2 separate regions of the Danio rerio genome follow, and region 1 is linked to region 2. The links are chromatin contacts, called in public HiChIP or PLAC-seq maps. All regions are on one chromosome and are shown on one strand. Each heading gives the region's core, a stretch centred on a gene start, on an enhancer-like site or on the middle of the called end of the contact. The rest is flanking DNA. Distances are from core to core; before and after follow the strand shown.

Region 1 (5,155 bases), core at 2,297-4,796, 310 kb after region 2:
CCTGGGCCAGTTTGTCTCTATTGGTCTTCGTAAATGTCACTTTTAAGACGGCCATTGTCAACGGAAAGTGTCGAGTTTACCGTATCCGCTGTAATTTTTTATGTCTGGTCGTAAAACTCATTTTATTTCAGGATGATATAACGTACTGGGTAATTGGGAGAGGACGAGGAACATGTTCCACAGGGAGGAGGGAAGCGAACTGGGAGAGAAGGCCAAGAGAGCCACGTAAGCAGCTTAGATGAGGTATTTTTACCCTCCTGGATGATGGCCTTAGCTGCATAATAGCGTAGGTACTGAAATCAAGATGAAAATGTCACAAAATAAATTCACAGTTTGCTTGCATGTTATGAAGACAGACATTTAATAGATACATATATACAATTTATCTGTAAATATTACACTTCTACAAATATTCCGATATTTGCTGAAGGATTAGCAGTTGAATTTAATGCAGAAGCTTTGTTGTTCTTTGCCTTTGAAAATATATTTTAGGAATTAAAATGTACATATTTTACTGTCATTGGTTTATCAATTTGCATATTGCATATACTATAAATGCAGTCTTTCATCATTTATGGCTTTATGTCAGTTAGTATTGTTTCTGTGCAAAAAAATATGTTTATATTTATACATTAAATATATAATTTTTTTATATTTAATTAGATACATGTTGAAATTTCATTGCATTAGCTGTTAAAGAAGAGCATTAGCTATTAGCTCTTCCTACAACCCATAAAATGCTATTAACCTACCTGCTCAGATCTCATATATTCTCATATGGCCTTGTAATCCATGGACCTTGATTGTAGGCACTGTCATAATTACTCCTTTTTTGTGCATATTTCATGTAAGGACTACAGAAGCGGTGAGAAGCGTGTTTAGAGCGACTTCCGTCCAGACTCACATTGACCTCCACCTAATCTATTTATCCCAAGGATTTAACAGAACACCTCCATGCCATATGGGCCAATCCCAAGTCAATAACATCAGTCTTTCCACACCCACATCATATCAGTTATTATATGATTTATACTTTATATATCAATTATTATTTTATTATATATACTAATAAATATAAATATTCAATAATATATATATATATATATATATATATATATATATATATATATATATATATATATATATATATATATATATGTGTGTGTGTGTGTGTGTGTGTGAATAAATAATGATTATTTAGTGTCCAACATGATTTATTTTGATCATGTTTTTCAATAAATTAGTCTTACACTTTATATTTTCAGATTTTCATAGTATATGTATTCATTTCGGTACTTTTCCCATAAACCAACATATCATGTATTTGGTAGAATTGGATATTTCAGAAATGATGGGATATGTTAGAAAATAAATGCATTGTGTTAGCTTAACTAGCAGTATTAATAGTTAAGAAATGCAATCCAAAAATGTTCTATTGCTTTTTTCTTAGTGGGACAGTTAAAGAGTTAAACTATACCCAAAGCATGAGGTCTGTGAGCTCCGTGAAGTTGGCACCCCATAAAAACAAAAAAATCCCTTAAATTACGGTGTTCGTTTGTGCTACAATTGTGCTGATTTGTACCGCAAAAATGAACATTTGTGCTGATTTGGGCTCGGATATTAAGCATAATTTTTTGAACTGTGTGACATCACTTTCCACACCATGTTGCTCAAATGACTTCAAATCAGCACAGGTTGTTTGTGCTCATTTTGTGCTGGTTTGTGCCGTTAAAACAAACACTGAATCTGTTTTCCTCGTTTAGATACAAGCAAAATATTTCGGGAATTGTGATATCACTCTCCACCACATTTTGTCTTAATCAGTGTTTCTCAATTTGGCTCGCGGGAAGTGTGTATTCAGTGTGTGGTAAAAAAACAACAACAGAAGTTTAATTTTTTTTCATTTTTAATTTTTAACTCATTTTTATTTTTATTTTGAAATGCGTCCACGACCACCCTACCGTTTGACGTGAAATTTCAGTACAAAACCTTCTAAATTAAAATGACATTAAGAAACCAGACAACATGTTTTATTCACAGTTCAGTTTAGTTTATGGTAACCAAACCTTTCCTTACCCTAACCACTGTTTACAGTATTTGTCGTTTTTACTTTGTAATATTTCTATAATTTGATACATTTTGCTAAATGACAGCAATAAAATATTGTTAATTTTAATTATAAATAATAATTATTATTAATAATAATTATTAAATAATTCCTAAAATTGTATTAAACTTCCTAAAAATTTGGGTCGCGGCTTGATGACCATGTAAAAATGTGGGTCCCATGGCCAAACCAGTTGAGAACCCCTGCTTTAAATCACACAAAACTGGTGTCATATGTTTGTGCTGGTTTGTGCGGTTAACATACACAGTGTATCTATTTTTTCGTTTAGATGTTACCTAATCAAAACACTTTGGGAACTGCAACGTCACTCTTCACTCCATTATTTCCTCTAAATCGCCCAAAACTGGTGTCATTGGTTTGTGCTGGATTTGTGCCACTGACATGTTTTTAACTGATTATATTTTACTTATATTACAACATTGATGCTGTAAAAGGAACCATATAAAATGGAAAAAAATGGGTTAATTGGAAAAAAGCATGGCTGCTACCATACAAATTTTGCATTTCAAATAAAGTAAGAGAAATACATTTAAAGATTTTACATAAAATATATCCAACCAAATTGTTTCTCAGATTTTCAGATATTGAGAAAGAATGTTCATTTTGTAAAAAAAAAAAAAAGAAAAAAAGTAAGGAATCCTTATGTCACTTATTTGTTGAATGTTAGAGTGTGCAATTTTTTGGAAAAATGTCTGCTAAAAATAATTTCTTGATAACATGAATGCAAAAGAATTTATTTGTTATATTGAAAATGGTGATAAAAATGTACAATTTTGTTAATTTTATTTTAAATGGTAAATTCTTCACCCACAAATGAAGACTTTCAAAATCCTCTCTTTTATACAAGGTTTTTGTCAACAAACTTTTTCTGTTAATGAAGTCTCTCAAAACTGTAAAAAAAAATGTAAAAGCTGTCTATTGTAACCCATGTATCAAAGAATTCTGGCCCAGATTTGGCAAAAAGCTGGCACATAGTCTAGGCTGATGTGATAAAAGCATGACTTTTTCCAGATCTTGAAAGGAAAGTAAAGTTATAAGTCTGAAGATGATCCTCAACTATTTTTAATGACCAATTTGTTTTTCTCGACAAAGCTCAAAATCAAAGATTACTCTTAGATTATGACTGATTGTAATTGTCTTGCTTATATTTTGTTTTGTGTTTTTTTTTTATTTGAATTTCAATTATCTTCAGATTTTTTTGTTGCCTGTTTTTGCTGTATTTGTAAATTACTAATGCACAATAAAACCTTGTATTGATCTATTATTATTATTACTACTATAGTAAAATCATATTTGATCACATTAAGGCAACGGTGCTATCAAAACAATCCTCAGTCATGCAGTGGAGACATTTTACTCCTCGTCCAATAACATAAATCCGACATAGTTCAACATTCACGGTCATGCGCAGTAGCAGAATGCAGTCGCCGGGAACGATGGCCGTCGATAATTTTCTCTTCGGCCAGTGCATCCTTTACTTTTTAGCATTTCTTTTCGGTTTCATCGCCGTTGTACCGCTCTCTGAAAACGGCGATGACTTCCAGGGGAAATGTCTGCTGTTTACTGAGGGGATTTGGCAAAATGAGAACATGACGATGGGGAAACAGCGCTTTATAGTTGAAGAATGGGGACCAGAGTCATCCTGTCGCTTCATCACTTTCGTGGGCATCGTGTCTCTCATCCTCTCTGCCGTGCAGGCGTGGCGGACCTTTTTCTTCCTCTGCAAAGGCCACGACGAGTAGGCAACACGCATATCATAATGATGATTAAAATCACAATATAACGCTTTGTGAATTGTTCTTTTTTTGTCCCCCTTTTTTGCAGCTCCCTCTTCCATTCTTTCTTGAACCTCCTCCTCTCTCTGTTAGTGTTATTTGTGGTGTTTGTGGCCGGTACAATCTCCAGCGTTGGGTTCAGTATATGGTGTGATTCTGTCACTGAGAATGGAGCAATGCCTAGCAGGTAAACTAAATTTAGTACTTATACAAATACAGCATATTTTATGCATATAAAAATATAAAGCTCCTTGGTAAATATGAGATTTCATATAATAATAATAATAATAATAATAATAATAATAATTGTTAATTAATATTTTTCCTTAAGGAATAATATTGGAATGCCTAAATTATTAGGATTGAAATATTCTTGCCATTTATATTCCTACTTATTTTTGCATTTCTGTTGCACACAATGGTGATTATAGGGATATATTGTCTGGTTATAACTTTCTAACTTAAGTATGTGTAAATTAAAAGAAAGTCAAAGGCCAAATTCTTTTGTTTGTTTATTTATTTTTCCACAACAAGGGACAGCGTACTCAACATTCCCCACGAATGTAAATGTACCCAATTTAGCCCAAAGTTTTCATTAGTGGTTTATTTGCCAGTTGTTAAAAGCCTATACTAATAATAAAATACAAATAAAACTATAAACAATACTTAAATGAACAATTAGAAAACAAGAACAAAAGCAAAAAAAGAAAAAAAAACTGGTTTTCACATTGTTGATTATTAATAGCCATTTCTTAAAACTGTACTTTAATGATTTAAAAGATAAACCGATTGTGGATACAAAGATGCATATTGTGGTATCAAATTCTACTGATGTGTTTGTGTATTGCAAAGAGTAAACTAAAGCGTATCGATTTTTTAAACTAGAAAATGGCAATAACAATAAAAAATGACAATGATTTAAGAATTAAAGTAGAATCCCCCATATTAGTTTAATTTTTTGGGTCAGAAAACCTTTTTAGACATTTTCATTATATATATTAAATTCGATATTATAATTTAAATATTGATATAAACTTTTTTGTATTTGTAGGTTTTATATACACTGGAAAATAAATAAAACAAATTACTGGCTTATAATTGCATTACTTTCACCGCAAGATACTGTATGTAAATTCAAAGTGAATTACTGTGAGATACATGATAATAACAATAATTCTGTAAATATTTCTAAATATCAAAAAAGTGCCTGTACTGGCATAAACGTTAATGTGTATTACTTTTTTATGTTGAA
Region 2 (5,657 bases), core at 2,123-4,622:
CATCCTTTCAAGCCAAATGATGTAAGTGGTCTGCATTTTCATTGATTAGATTTATTAAAGAGGATCCACAAGTGTTTTCCATGTCAGCACAGTGTAAGGTACTTTTTAGATGTTTAATTTACGTTGAAATAAAATGACTTTTATAATTTAAATAAAATTTGATAATTGAAGTCCAAGTCGCCTAAATGGAGTCTGTTAAGCCATGGTCTAAGCTTTGGAGAATATTGTTGGGACCGCATGCAGAACTCTGATGCTAAACTACTTGAATTACACTTTTAATTGTGAGTGGACTGACTAGAAATCAATATGAATAAAGATGTGTCAATGTATACAAGTATATATGTTTCCATAGCATGAGGCCAATGGATTTGTAGTGTCACTTTAATGCTTCAGTTGTTGTTTGTTTCAACTCCAGCAGACATTTTGTTAGTGGAAAATATGAGAACTAGTTCCACTAACAGGATGTGTTTTCATTTCTTTAAACCAGTGTCTGATTTGTATTGATTATAAAATGCACTCAAGGAAGGAAAAATGTAAAATAAGGAAACATTTGTATTAAGAACAATCAATCTATGATGAATGCATTTGAATAACAGTATTTCTGTACGATCAAATATGATTTTCTGTCAGCTCTTAAAAGTATTTTTATGCAATTCTGTTTGACAAACACTAATTATGTTTCACCATAGTGATAATCGAGTGTCCTCAGAGAAAATACATAAGTGTGTTTTGCAAAGCAAGTTCTTGACATTCATTGTTTGTTCGTAAAAGTAGTGCACTCAATCTCATGTCTTATTGTGGAGGGATATCAGTATAATTTTATAGCGTGAATTATCTTATCTTTATAAGAAATGCAAATGGTTCTTTAAAGTTGTTGGGTGTGGTAGAGTTTAACACAAGATTCAAGCTTTATATAAGCCTGTACCACAGATGTTTTAAATGGCTTCTTTGTGGAAATATTGGGTCATATTTGGATTATTCATTCATTTGTTAAAATGTTGAGTTTTTTTTACTCAAAGGGCTTGTCTGTGAATTTTTAATGATGTTTATTGCGTATTTGTTAATAACTTTCCATTGCAATCTCAAAACACTGTGGTTTGAAACAAGTCTGGATTCTGATGAAATCAATAAAGAAATGTGCCGAGTGTATTCTTTTTAAACTGTTACACTGATTTCTCAATCAGAAACGCAGACATTTGATTGGACGGTTTGAATCCAGTTTATTGCACAATGATTTTATTATTGTGTGCTGAAGTTCTGATAACTGCTGTCAATGTTTAACTTTTTACAACAGGACAAAAAATGCAACGATGAAATTGTTTCCCTTTTGGAGGGACCTAAATTTATGTAAAATAACTTGCAGAATGGAAACAAAATAAGGCAAAATCTCAACACTGTCTTGAAGTCACTAGCGGATAAAAGTAGATTTTTTAAGGAGGAGGGCAACATTAACTCTGTATGCAAAAAGGCCTGATTAATGTGAGTTCTGCTTATCATGAACGTAAAGTTTTCATCTTCTTGCTTGGAGGTTCTGAGCTTGACTTGGTGATGGTGGTGGTTTTTGTGGCACTGCCATCATCATCATCGCTGTCCTCTTCCTCATCATCTTTAACATGAGATTAAGGGGACAAAAGTTACAAATCACAACAAATCGTATCACTTTAAATGTAATAAAGTATTTTTACTTTTTAACTACTAAATTTGAGATCATGTGGCTTTGCTATGATTTTTAGTGTAAGCACTTACAATACTAAAAATAGTATATTCCCGAGTATTACATTTCTACACTGTAAAACAAAAAGTGACGATAACTCAAACCATTTAAGTTCAAAAACTAATCCTAATGAGCGCTGTGAACTTAATCCATTTGAGTAAATGAAGCAATTTGAGCACAGTAAAACCCAATACATGAAGATAACTCAAACCAACTGAATATTGTAAAATCCAAGTTAATGCAACTCGTTTAAGGAAACTGAAACAAACCATTTGAGTTAAAAACCTAATCTATATGAGTACTGTGAACTTACTCTATTTAAATTGAAGTAATTAGGTATTTAATTAACTCATTACCTTTAACATCGAGTTCAAAACTCTTTTCAAATGAGTAGAATTAACTTTCAGTCAATTTTGAGTTAACTACACTCATTTTATTTTATAAGGTTGACTTGGGTTTTACAGTGTATTATAATAAGATATACTTGCTAAATATGTGAAGTAAATATGTCAGCACTTAGATATATTTTTAGTAAATGACAAATGACATCAAAACTCTCTATCATATTTAATCACAGTTATGTTAGGGGACACTTTTAACCAATTTATTAGTTATGGTTGCTTGACTTTTACGTATTTTGGTTGGTTTTATTTCAGCTTCTTACCATTAACACTCTCTCTGTCATTTCCCGTTGAGCCTTTTTCTTGTTCAACGAGTGTCGTTAAGGCTTCTGAAATGTCGCCATTTATTTTCTTAATGCCACCTATTATTGATTTCAAATTGCCATCCACTTGTGCTGTAAACTGGTTCGTCTGTCCATCTCTGTATTTCAGCTCTCCCTTCAGCTCGCACGCTGCCATGTTGAACGAACACAATGTAACCAGGTTGCCAGATTTCACAAGAAAAACACGCAGTTTAAAAAGAACTGTCATGGTTTATGTTCTAATTCGGCCATTAAAAAAAACAAACAAATTAAAAACCCAAGAAATCACAATTCATCACCACAGCGTGGAACATTCTGGTATTGTAGTAAATTGTGTTTTTTTTTTTTTTACTAATTTGTTCATCATTTTATTTACCTGCAAAAAGGAAAACAATGATTATTGTGCACACAATTTACTAAAAACAACGGTATAAATAAGCACATGTTGATGTAGGCCTGTTAATCAGTTGTGGAGTTAAATAAGTTAATCAGTAACTTTAACCAGTAGTTAAACAGCAGTGGTTGTTTATAACTGATCACAGATCTGATAATTTAATTAATATTAATAGCTAATGACAATAACATAATTGTGTCAAATAGAATGCTTTCTTTTTTACTAATATTTTTTATGTATTTTAAAGTTTTGTACTGCTTCATATGTCATCGTATAATCCTGTATGCTTATATCAGTTAAATGCTTCAGTTTCAAAGTAGTAAAATACGTGGACATGGCAACACCGATTTACCCTTTGAACTCTGACCTATTGGATTGATTTAGCAAATATTATTGTTTTCTGGTAACACTGACATTGTGGTATTTTGTAGGTATGCTGTTTCATTATAAAATAGTCAGAAGAAAATAACTCTACCACAATAAAATGTATTTACAACACCCGCAACTCTCCCGCCAAAACATCTTGTATTTGCATAAACCGGAAGCAGCATTGGTTTTGTTGTTGTCACAGTTAATCCCGAGAATTTGTTCGCGTGCTGTCAATTTGTCTGACGCGTTCACCCGTCTTTAGTTGTGTTTTGTATTCCGATAATCCTCTGCCGCTGTTAATTCGTGATCTCGGAAACGGTCCAGTTAGTTCGTGTCTCGTTTCGTGCCCTGGAACAGGAACTAGAAGCACTTTTTTGCTCTCGTGTCTTCAAGGATGGCGGCAAATGATGGAGAGGAGGCGACTGTATCTCTGGTGGACGTTTTAGAGGAGGACGAAGAGCTGGAGAACGAAGCCTCCGCTGTTCTTGGAGGAAGTGATTCAGAGAAATGCTCATATCCCGAGGTTTGTTGTCTCTTTTGTAAACACTGCCTTTTCCCGGAGTTTAACTTTAAAATATGCGGTCTATACCTTCACACAGCTTGTTTTCATTTCGACAATTTAGTAATATTCTCGCAGAAATATGCTTTGGGTTGACATTAAGTATCATTAAACGTCGATGTTTCAAACAAACCGTATTTCATTAACAGACAGTATCAGCATCACCGAACAAGCAATGACTGTGAGCAGATACTGTGAAATTACATTCAAGTTATGGGAAAATAAGCTGTTTACTAAATTATTAAATTTAAAATAAGATAATCTTAAATAATTCTCAATATTAGCTGTTTTTAGCAGAATAAAATCTGTAGAATTATGCTATAGGATTTTATGAGATGATAACCTAACACATTTATTTTCTTTTCAGCTTAGTCTCTTTATTAATCAGGCATTGCCACAGCGGAATTAATCATCAACTTAACCAGCATATGTTTTTACCAGCGGGTGCCCTTCCAGCTGCAACTCATTACTGGGAAACACCCATACACACTCATTCTCGCACACTACAGACAATTTAGCTCCCCCAATTCACCTAAAGTGCATGTTTTTTGACTGTGAGGGAACTGGAGCACCCGGAGAAAATCAACACTGAGAGAACGTGCAAACTCCACACAGAAACGCCAACTCATCCAGCCGAGGCTCGAACCAGCGACCTTCTTGCTGTGAGGTGACAGTGCTACCCACTGTGCCGCCCGAAAACCTAACACGGAGAATAAAAAATGTATTTTAAAGTTTACAATCAAAATCCAATCAGAACAAACTGTTTGGTAAACAAAGCTACAGCAGGTCTCTCATATAATACATCCACTAAAAGACAGAACAAATATAACCTATAACATCACATTGTATTGCACATAATTTATCTAAATTTTTGCATATTATTCAATACTAATAGTGTAATTGCTATAAAATAAAATATCTTTGTGGGCACAGATTCCATACTGCGGGCCCAGTACTTATTACTAGATCCAGACAGAATCTGCTGACATTTTTTGCTATTTCTGCAGAAAATTTACACACATTTACACAAGTAAATACATAGACTAAAATAGACTAAAATATGCGGAATTCTGCTCACGCAGATTCTGCGTGGGCCTAGTAATTGTAGGTCATGAAAACAAGGTGATTTATTGTTTGTTTTTTTGTCTTTACAGGGGTATGTGAAGCGGCAAGCTCTGTACGCCTGCAACACCTGCACACCAAAGGGAGGAGAGCCAGCTGGCATCTGCCTGGCATGTTCCTACAAGTGTCATGAAGGCCATGACCTTTTTGAGCTTTATACCAAGAGGTGAATATTCCCAAAATCTCCCTTTACTATTCACTCGAGCTGTGATACTATGTTAAAGAGTACATTTAGACTAACACTAGTCTAAGCAAAGTAACTCTCTTAATGCCATATATCTGAATACTATTTTTTGTATCTGGGTTGTTTTGTTATGGTTAAGATGTTGAGTTGGGATTATAGATGACCAGAAACCAAAACACATGAGGTTTGAGGAGACACTGCAGAATTGAATTATAATAGAGTGTGAGCATGCATCTGCATGTGTTTTTAAGGCCTGTGACTATGTAAGCATTTTAAAAGCGTTTAAAACATTTTAATAGTGCATAAAGTAGTTTAATAAAATAAATAATATTTTATGCTCTTTTATATTTAATTATTGAATTTCTGTACCTGAATACTGCTAGACTATAAGGCACAGTTTGTTTCATTTTAATATTTGCTCCATTGTGTTTATTTTGATTGTGGTTTGTTTATTAGGTGTATATAATAAATCACATAATATATTTATGTTTCACTCCCTAACAAAACCATCCTAATCAATCAAAATTAATAACTTTCCAAATAGAGCTATTTAATCCATTTGGTGAAATTGTATTTATATCACAATTTATGTCACACGGAAAAAGTATCTCA

What was found. HiChIP or PLAC-seq counts read pairs in DNA pulled down with a chosen protein or histone mark.
Region 1: a contact with region 2 is called in an H3K4me3 HiChIP or PLAC-seq map of embryo, with 2.5 times the contacts expected there. The contact joins the promoter of tmem179aa here to the promoter of ubr7 in region 2. A contact is called at or near these places in 1 of 18 Hi-C or Micro-C datasets (an unstated tissue) and 1 of 4 datasets of contacts at active chromatin or transcription factors (embryo).

Annotation. Positions count from the first base shown.
Region 1 is chr20:30,118,205-30,123,359 of GRCz12tu, forward strand. tmem179aa (transmembrane protein 179a, genome duplicate A) reads left to right here and starts at 3,547. Exons shown (of 4, transcript NM_001003767.2): 1 at 3,547-3,866; 2 at 3,953-4,090. The coding sequence starts at 3,565. It overlaps prph2lb (peripherin 2-like b), which reads right to left and starts at 137. Exons shown (of 3, transcript NM_001111194.1): 1 at 1-137. The coding sequence starts at 55.
Region 2 is chr20:29,809,576-29,815,232 of GRCz12tu, forward strand. It overlaps ubr7 (ubiquitin protein ligase E3 component n-recognin 7), which reads left to right and starts at 3,373. Exons shown (of 11, transcript NM_212629.1): 1 at 3,373-3,703; 2 at 4,894-5,027. The coding sequence starts at 3,575. It overlaps si:dkeyp-55f12.3, which reads right to left and starts at 2,592. Exons shown (of 2, transcript NM_001025552.2): 1 at 2,379-2,592; 2 at 1,204-1,606. The coding sequence starts at 2,574. The coding sequence ends at 1,494. It overlaps tmem251 (transmembrane protein 251), which reads left to right. Exons shown (of 2, transcript NM_001033746.2): 2 at 1-1,149.